3 separate regions of the Mus musculus genome follow, and all the other regions are linked to region 3. Evidence: chromatin contacts called from public HiChIP or PLAC-seq data. All regions are on one chromosome and are shown on one strand. The core of a region is the stretch at or near the end of the contact, and the rest is flanking DNA. Distances in the headings are between cores, read along the strand shown. Region 1 holds the start of Edaradd (EDAR (ectodysplasin-A receptor)-associated death domain). Region 2 holds the start of Lgals8 (lectin, galactose binding, soluble 8). Region 3 holds the start of Nid1 (nidogen 1).

What was found. HiChIP or PLAC-seq counts read pairs in DNA pulled down with a chosen protein or histone mark.
Region 1: an H3K4me3 HiChIP or PLAC-seq map of embryonic stem cells shows a contact between it and region 3, with 5 times the contacts expected there. The contact joins the promoter of Edaradd here to the promoter of Nid1 in region 3. A contact is called at or near these places in 2 of 115 datasets of contacts at active chromatin or transcription factors (embryonic stem cells and stem cell-derived neural progenitor cells).
Region 2: an H3K4me3 HiChIP or PLAC-seq map of stem cell-derived neural progenitor cells shows a contact between it and region 3, with 7 times the contacts expected there. The contact joins the promoter of Lgals8 here to the promoter of Nid1 in region 3. A contact is called at or near these places in 2 of 115 datasets of contacts at active chromatin or transcription factors (embryonic stem cells and stem cell-derived neural progenitor cells).

The regions. Positions count from the first base shown.
Region 1 is chr13:12,518,993-12,521,939 of GRCm38.p6, reverse strand. It overlaps Edaradd (EDAR (ectodysplasin-A receptor)-associated death domain), which reads left to right and starts at 1,490. Exons shown (of 6, transcript NM_133643.4): 1 at 1,490-2,022. The coding sequence starts at 1,992.
Region 2 is chr13:12,460,263-12,463,550 of GRCm38.p6, reverse strand. It overlaps Lgals8 (lectin, galactose binding, soluble 8), which reads left to right and starts at 1,813. Exons shown (of 10, transcript NM_001199043.1): 1 at 1,813-2,310.
Region 3 is chr13:13,436,243-13,439,409 of GRCm38.p6, reverse strand. Nid1 (nidogen 1) reads right to left here and starts at 1,808. Exons shown (of 20, transcript NM_010917.2): 1 at 1,484-1,808. The coding sequence starts at 1,708. It also overlaps the pseudogene Gm7426.

The DNA of each region.
Region 1 (2,947 bases), core at 241-2,740, 920 kb after region 3:
CAATTTCCTTTTGAAAAACAAACCGCTAGAACTTGCGCTAACAAGACAGCCCAACTGTATATGTGGTTTCTAACAACCAAACCTCAGAAATGAATTCCATCTCTGCGTGGAGTATAGAAGGAACCACAGACCAAACCTCAAAGTAGACTCCCTGAGAAAATACCCTTTCTAAATTAATTTCCCTACCTTACCTGAGCCTTTGTGGCCTCCTCTCTAAAGACCCAACTCTTCCATGGCAGCATCTTATGGAGAATACAAACCAACCCCAAGAGTGCCGTGAGCCTCAGAACCACAGAGCAGCCTGGGGGGCACCACAAAGATACATTGGCATTTGCTGTCTCCCTGAAATGTTCAGTTTATTAATTAATCTGAATTGGGTAATTTGTTAATGAAATTGTCCAGCAAATACTGAAATAATCTTTCTTTTCTTACTTCCTCCTCCTCCCCCCTTCCTCCTCTTTTTTAATAAAGCCCCACACCATAAAGTTCTTGGTGGTCTCAAACTCCAGACTCCCCTCCTGCCTCAGTCTCTTGTGTGCTGGGATTACAACGTATATCATCAGGCTGGGGCTTATGCATGCCAGGCACTCTACTACTGACCTACATCCTTGGCTGGCATCTCCTTTAAACTCCTTTTTTAAAAAGAAAATAGTTCTATGCTTATGTCCAAGGCAGATATAGATTATGTGCTTCCTTTCAGAGATTCCTATTAAATGTAACGTGTCTGTAACCTTTGTATATGGCACATAGTGAAGATGCTGCCACTAGAGCTGGAGAGGCAGCTTAGCCTTGAAAGTGCTACCACTTTTGCAAAAGACCCAAGCTCAGTTCCTAGCAAGGCCACAACCACCAGCAACTCCACCTTTAGGGGAGCTACCACCGTCTTCTAGACCCTGTAGGCACTGTACTTGTGTGTTCATACCCCTCACCCCCAATATGATTTAAAAAATAATAGAAATAACTTAAACTTTTAAATAAAATATAGCCATTTTAAAAGATCAGATTCGCCATGCAGTGGTGGCACATGCCTTTAACCCCAGCACTTGGCAGGCAGAGGCAGGTGGATTTCTGAGTTCTACAGAGTGAGTTCCAGGACAGCCAGGGCTATACAGAGAAACCCTATCTCGAAAAAACCCAAAAAACAAAAAACAAAAAAATAAAAAAATAAAAGATCAGATTCTCTGCTCTTAATTAGAATAAAATCCCATTTAAGCTAAATCTTAATTCGTTTAAGGGCCCATGGGTTCTGCATTTCTAACAGAACCGTATACTGTTTTTTTGGTTTTTGCTTTTTCCTTCAGAGGAGTAAACCAGAGACCTCAAGACTGACTTTTCTTCCCGCTCCTTTGTGTAGTGCTCACCCAGGAGGTCAGGCAGTAACTAATGCCAAAGAAACATCAAATTAGAAAGTGCTAGCGTGTGCGGTCATGCCGCCGTTCAGGCTGCCTGAAGATTAGGAAACTGTTCAAACATCAAATCGCCGGCAGGCGTCTCAGCCCGGGCCTGTGCAAGGAGCACGCTGGGAGTGCTTTGGTGTCCCAGCTGAGGACGAGATTAGGAGCCGGGAAAGCCACCCGCGCGTGCGGCAGCCAGGGGAAGGCTAGCTGAAAGGCTCTCCCAGTTGCGATCGCGTGGGACCTCCGTGGTAAGACCAGGGTTCTACGCCCTAGGTACCAGCAGGGCAAGTGCTCCGGGGGCCCCTCGGTGTCCTCTCGTGCCCAACCGCAACCCACGGAATCCTCTCCAGAGTTCTGGAGAGACTCGCGCCGGGAAGGGGCTTTGCTAATTGCAGGAAGTGAGCACGAGGAAGAAGTGGCAGAGATCAAGAAGAGGAAAGGGAGGAGGAGGAGCAGCAGCAGCAGCAGGGCAGAGCGCAGACAGAGTCGCGCATTACCACGCAAGAGGTTGGGTCCCTGCGATCCTGCTGTTCTCAGGGGTCCTAGAGACTGTCCACCCCTGCTCGGACACTCATCTGTCCTCTCCTGGTCTTCATGGCTTCTCCGGACGACCCTCTGCGCTCAGGTAAAGCGGCAAGGTGCCGCGCCCTCACTTGGGGTGTGACCACCAGCTGGATTAATGAGACTGAAAGACTGAACTTCAGTCATCCCCTGGGAGCGGTTTTTTTTTTCTTTCTTTCTTCCTTCCTTCCTTTCTTTCTTTCTTTCTTTCTTTCTTTCTTTCTTTCTTTCTTTCTTTCTTTTTTTTTTTTTTTTTTCTTTTGGACACCAGGGCGCCAGATGTGTGTCAGGCTGGATGGGAACAGCTGCGGCACGCGTCTTACCTCTCCCGATCCTACCCCTGCGCTTGCCCCTCTGTGAGCAGCAGCTGATCGCTCGCTTCCTGCACACTGCAAGGTGTGCGTGGTCCCTCTCCCCACGCGGAGGCCCGGCCGAGCGCTTTTGTTCTGGGCCACGCGGGTGCCTGGTTGAAACAAGTCAGCCAACCTTTGATAGAAAAGAACATAGGAGGGAGGATTCTGCACCCCCTTCCTTCCAGGCTCTCCCTTGCTTTCCACTCGCACATTTCCTTGTTCGTCTTCTCCCTCCTAGCTTCACTTTGCTGAGATGTGTTTGCTTCTGTGCAAGTCTTAACCTCTCCGAGCCACTATTCAACTATTATACTGTCCACAGAGCCACGAGGCTGAGCCCACATGCGCAATCCCCACCTGTGGAGGTCTCTAGTCCCCGTAGTACATTAAAAATGTGCTTTGATATCTGAGGTCAGAATCTAGATTTTTCTATCGCTTCTCCCTCATTTAAGGAAAATTCCTTTAAACGTCAACGTCCAGGAATCTCCTCTGTCCTCCTGTAATCTAGCTACAAACTCCATCGGTGTTTGTGAACGAAAGGATGATATGTCCCTTTGAGTACGCTAGGTCTTTCTCTGGTTTTGGTGAGGTTGGACACTCTGGTAAGAGCCACACAGAACCAGACTAGACTGCTGAGAT
Region 2 (3,288 bases), core at 564-3,063, 980 kb after region 3:
TTCTCTGTTTTGGATACCCATAGCCATTCCCAGCAGGTCGGTCTCTAAAGTCTCTCTCTCTCTCTCTCTCTCTCTCTCTCTCTCTCTCTCCCTTAATCCCCCTCTCTTTTCCTGACTTTTCTCCCAGGCTCTGGCCAAGTCTGTTTCCTCCTCCTATCTGCACTCCTAAAGGACCTCACTTCCAAGCTGTCATCCCCTCTTCCTCCCACCCATCAGCCTCAGCATGCTGATCTTTATTTTCAGAGCACACAGTTGCTCTCAGCAGCTCCGGGATTTTGTACTAGCTATTCCCACACCTTGGAATGCATCCAGCTCTGAGGTGAATTTATTATTTTAACTCTGTAAAGAAGGGGTCAACTCAGGCAAAACTGAAGATAACTCAACTGCTCTTCATTTTGAATAATGTAGCACTCAACCGAAGCCTGGGGAGCCCTTCTTTAGAGGCATTACAGTAGGGTTGGGAATGTGTATGGCAGATTCCCTATTGACCAAGCCAGCTCCGTCAGTCAACAGGTTCTCCAGGGAGGGAGTCGGAATTAAAAAGAAAAAAGACAACAAGACAACACTGTGGCATGACCCCAGCGAGTTCTGAGGCTGAGTCAGGCTTATAATGTTTTTCCAGTCTGCTTTGATACCAGTTTAAGTACATGCAAAATAATATCAGTTCTGGGTCAAGGACAAGCAGGACTATAAACACAAACAGTCAAGGAACAAAGTCCTGTGATCAATGTTTCCAGGCAGGGGCTTATCAAGATGACCAAGATATCTGAGCCTACTTCCCTCTCCTAGCCCAAAGTCACATTCTTGACTGAAGCCTACTTCTTTGCTCTAGCCCAAAACGATATTCCTGCCTGAGCTTACTTCTGTGTCCTGGCCCAATGTTTAATTCCTGCAAAGTTTCTAGAAACGGGCTCCAAAAGCTCTCCACACCCTATCTCTTACAAACCCCAGAAAGTGTAGTGAGAAGCCTACCACACCTAGTAATAACAACAGAGCTAAGACAACATACATCAAGGGTTAACTCCAGCTATTAAAGTAGAATCTTGAGGAGTTAATCAAAATTAGAAAATGGACATGAGGAAGGAGAAAAAGTAACGAATCAGAACACGAGGTTGCTGCTAAGAGGCTTTAAAAAAATAAAATACAAGTTCAAAACAAAATAAAACACACAGCCAGAGAAAAAGACCAAATGGCTATGTCAAACATGTCCTTTAAAAACAAACATGGCTAATATCTAGAAAAGAACATAACCTTGAGGCCATTAGGACATCAAAACTAGGTAGCTCAGTCAGCCATTCTCAGCGCCCTACAGTTTTATTTAAGTTTGTTCGTACAAATACGGGGCAAACCGTCAGCAGTGCAGCGCCCTGACTATGCAGCTCAGTGCTTATTGACCATCTACTCTGCTCAGAACTGAGCATCAGTGTCTAAACTGTTTCCTAAGGAAGCGTTCCCTGTAGTAAACTCCAGCACAGAATAAGCGGCCAATCACCCAGTGTTGACATGTTCTGGCTACTGCTCACAGGATGGGGTTTCTTGCAGGGACAAAGAAGAACGAATTCCTCCACACACAAGGCTAGTTATTGGCAATGAGTGGCTGCTAAATCTGATTGGCTCACAACATTGTTCAGTTCTGACCCAAGGCTGCAAAGGAGGCAAACCCAGGAGTACCCCGGCCACACCCCCCACGATTATTCTTTAAGTGTATTTTTAACACCCTTGAGATCAGGTATCTGTCCCAGAGTGACCCCGAATTCCTTAAGTTCTCCAGTATGACATTGAACTTGTGGTCCTCCTGCCTCCACCTCGCAGGGCTGGAACTACAGGGGTGCACCCCGACCGATTTGTGCAGAGCTGGGTGGAAATCAACCTGGGGGCTTCCAGCACGTGAGGTGAGCCACACCCCAACCCCAGCCAGCCACTCCCACAGCCAGCCATAGGTCTGCGTGTGTGACATTAAGAGCCCAACAGCCCCAGCTCGCAGCACTCGGACGCCCCGCCCCTGCAGTCGTTCTCGCGGAAACGGCCGCGGGCTGACCCCGCCCTCTGCCTGTGGCGGCTCCGGGAACCGGACGGCGTCCGTCAGGGGACACAAGTCGGAGCAAAGCGCTTACTACCACCGGGGTGAGTCCTGGCGACTGCGGGCTCAGGGACATCGGGATACCACTGTTCCCGGACCGGAATCCGAGTGTGGACACGGCATCCCGCCGTCTCCTCCGTGACACATGCACGGGGCACCGGACACCGGGAGCGATCGTGGGTTGAGGCTTGTACTGGGACCGTAGTGTCGGGACAACGCTGACTGCTGCGGTGAGGGCTCTCCGCTCGGCGGCTCACCTGCCAGGGAAAGGGCGAGCATCACCTGGATCCCCAAGAATGACAGGCCCAGGGACAGTTGACAGCTGTGTCACACTCCGTTATTCCAGACACGCACTTTAGCATGCTGCGTCATTCTATCCCAACGTTAAACACGGGGAAACGCAATTTCTCTGGGTTTGGGAATCGTCCTAAACCTAAGCCACGGCTTGTTGTGACTGACGGTGATACGTGTCTGGAGACTTCGGAGAGTAGTTATTTAATGCCAACCTAGGCCATCTTGATCTCTCTCCGGGAAAGATATCAATTATGGATGTGGTGATGGCAATTCCTTGTCTCCTTTTTGCTCTAGTTCGTGCTTCCTGGATTGCACAGAACAGAATTAAAGGCTCAGAGGATTTGAATAAAATGAGTTAGTGACAGATACTAGGTAGGGGTCTAGGGTGGTTTTTAGGGGTGTAACCAAGAGAGATGCAATTTTCTTTTCTCCGGTAAAATAAGAGATTTGGCGAGTGCCTATTGTCTACAGCCTGGCGGAACTGTAGGAAGTAAAAGACAGGAAACTCTAGTTTCATTTTCTGGCTTGGTTCTGGTTTGAGTCATCAGGACTAGAGGTAGTAAATGATTCAGTGGGCAGGGCGCAGTGCCGAGGGGGCGCTCTTATCTTTCAAAACCGGGCTGATGCAAAACATTGCATTTGGTATTCCCCGGAGTAACTCTGCCACCCCCACCCCACCCTCAACTTACTTAATTTGGCTGGTTGAAGAAGAGCAATGTTTTCTAGCAATAATAGCTAACACATACAGAGCTGTTTTCTGCTATTTAAACTAGTACAATCCTCAGGGCAATCCTATGATGTGATTCCTACTTGTTTTACTAATAGGAAAAGTTAAATGAATATTGTCCTGGTTTCAAAGCACTGCTTGAGTGATATTTGTGTCTTGGTTTTGTGTTATTTCCTAGCTTGTATTT
Region 3 (3,167 bases), core at 559-3,058:
GTGAGTCACCTCACAGGCTATTTCCTGGCTTTTAAAGACAAACTCCACAGTCCAGGCTGGCCTGACTCCAGAACTTCCTAGCCTTACCTCCCAAGTGTGGGATTTCAGGCAAGTACCACTATGGCCCCTACTCATATTCTCGCCTCGTGTGGAATCTGACAGACACTATTGATACACTTCAGATCACTTCTCAGATCCACCCTTTTTAATAGTTACCAAACCCATTGCTCCAGCTTCCACTACACATAGTGTGGTTTAAAAGGAAACAAGAGGGGCCAGTATATAGTGCAGTTGGTAGAGTTCTTATCTGTCATGCAGGAAGTCCTGGTTTTGATTCCTAACTCCTCCCTAACACATCCCTAACGGGGGTGGGGGTGGGGGAGTGCGGTTGCTGGGAAAGATGGAGAAGCCTCAATACTACATAAAATTGGTGTATATGCTTTAATATGTTGTGTGTGTGTTTTTTTTTTTTCCACCACGTTGTTTTCTTTGGTAAGGTGGAGGATTTCATTGTGTGTATTTCAAAGCATGCTAAAAGTCTATAGGCTTCTCCGGGCTTCCCACGGTGGGGCCAGGGCAACTAGCCAGCAAAGGGTAAGAGTTCTTTGTGGGTGTGACCCATTCTTTCTAGGCAAAGCTGACAAGCTGCACGTGGGTGTTGCCCCATGCTATCTGCCCAGGCCAGGCTGAGAGAATAGCCACTCCCCCGCCGTCTGTGTAGTCCCCCCACACACACACACTTGTGGAATGCACGCAGGCTTTATATCAAATCCACATGGTGTGCCGGAGCAGCACGAAAGGGCTTGACCAGGCTAACAGCGCTCCCAGGCCCTGCCAGCACTGGGGAGGTTCAAGGGAGCTAAAAGGTCATGAAGTCCCGCTCCTCATCTGGGGCCCCTGGGTGACACCCTCAGCCACAGGAAATTGGATCACCGGGGCGCCCTGCGTTCTCAGTCCTGACCTCTGTACTCTGAAACCAGCCCAACTAAGAGAGCAAAATCTCTGCCAAGACGTAGCCAGAACCCACGCACACAGATGCAGGGGCTGTCCACTGAAACTCTGGGGCGGAGCAGGAGGGTTCCTCTGTCCTTTCTAGCTTGCCATCGGCAGAGTCCCTAGGAGCGCTCACAGGATACAACCCAACTCTGGCCATTGAGCTGCAGGGTACTGGGACCTGTCCCAGTAGGAAGGCGAGAAGCGCACGGAATCGAGAAGGAAAACTCTACTCGAGGTCCCCAGATCCTGGCAGGGCGCGCGCATAGATGAGTGGATCCCGGAGGCAGATGCCACCCTAAACTTCGAGTGCTACTGGGGTGACAGACAAGCAATGCGATCCTCTAGATGCGCAGATTCAACGGAGAGCCCCTCACTGGGACAGCTAGCACTCGGGTCCCGGAGGGCGACGCCCAAGTTCCACATCTGTCTCTCTGGACTGGCGACCCCAGCATAGCCTGGCCTTCCTCCCCTCCCGGCCCCAACTCACATAGACCGACGTGATGTCCGTACGATCATAGAAGCTCAGTTCTCCGATCAGTTCCAGGGAGGGGGATACCACGTCGTCCCCGGCCTCCAGCTCTAGGTCCCCCTGCCCAGGGCCGAAGGGGAAGAGCTCCTGGCGATTCAGGCAGCCTCCGGGCCCCACTAGTAGCAGCAGCTGCAACAGCGCCCACGTCCACATCGCCCAACTACAGCCGCTCGCGTCCAGCATGTTTCCCAACTGTGGTCCCACAATCCCGGCGGTTTAGCAGCTCAGGCGGAGGAGGCGCAGATATAACCCTACGCCCCTCCGCAGTCCCTCCTCACCTCCCGCCTCCCGTCGTCCCCACCCCTGGAAATGGGGAGGAGAACCGAGGGGCTATGGGGGAGGGCCCGCCCACCCCGCCTGTCCCGTCTACCAATGGCAGCGAGCAGGAGGAAGAGGGCCGACACCGAGGTTCCCCCGCGCAGCAGTGGGCGTTGGTTCCCAGCATTCCGGATCCAACCCGACGGTGGGCTCCTATCCAGAAAGAAGGAACTTTGCAACAGCATTCTGCAGTTAGGCAAGTTCCTGGAGAGCGGGCAACCAGGAAACAAACACTTTGGGGCCAGGGACGGGACAGAACCCACCCTAGAAAGGAGACTGAGCGGATGCTCGAAATGCGCAAAAAGCCTGACAAATGTGTGTGCCTTTACTCATCCAATCACTAAGTGAGCATTTTTCCAGTTCCTGATTCTGGGTTCCTTAAGTTATAGGATTCCGCAGGAAACAGGAGCCCACACCTGCCAGACAAAGTCTCAAGTGTGGGACACAATTCAAAGTCAGATTTGCTTGGAGTCCAAGGAATAAAAACAGTTTGGGAATGGAGGAATTGGCCAGAGCAAACTTCTGTGTGGCGTGCTGGGAATCAAAGCGGGTTTTCTGGAAGTAATGCAGTTTCATCAGAGGCTAGAGAAAGGAGGTCCTGGGAGGTGGAAGGTGGGAGCAGGGCGGGTTCCAGGGACCCGATTATCAACTCCGTGCAGAGAAGTTGGGAGCGATGGTCCAAGCAAAGCTGAATAACAAATCCAAGAATCTGAGCTCCCCTAAAAACTCAGAGAATCCTGGACAGTCCTTTTTTTTTTTTTTTTTTTTTTTTTTTGACAAGGTTTCTCTGTATAGCCCTGGCTGTCTTGGAACTCACTCTATAGATCAGGTTGGCCTCGAATCAGAAATCCGACTGCCTCTGCCTCCCGAGTGCTGGGATTAAAGGTGTGCGCCACCACGCCCGGCAGAATAAAGATAACTTTTAAGCAATGTAATATTTCCAGTCAGCTGTTGATCATTAGTTTGGCACCTTAAGTGAAAATATAGAGAGAAACCACTGGACCAAGCCTGTTGGGGACTGGGGGTGACCCGTGAGAAGGGAAGAAGTTGAGACAGAGAAGAAATTAATAGACATTGTCATGAAAGAAAGAATGAAACCGAGAAGAAATGAAGTTAAAGTTGAATTCCACCGGAAGGCTGAAAAACTAGTGCAGGCTTTGAGAGCACCGGAAGAGGATGGGGGGGCGGGGTCCGACCCTTGACTCAGAGGGGTCAACAGGATGCCCCTGTTTCCTCCCAGCAGCTGAGAGTAAAGGTCTGGAACCTCCATTAGTTCTCCAGTATACAGAAAACTATGTGTGATGGGACTAATGGAGAACGTGAG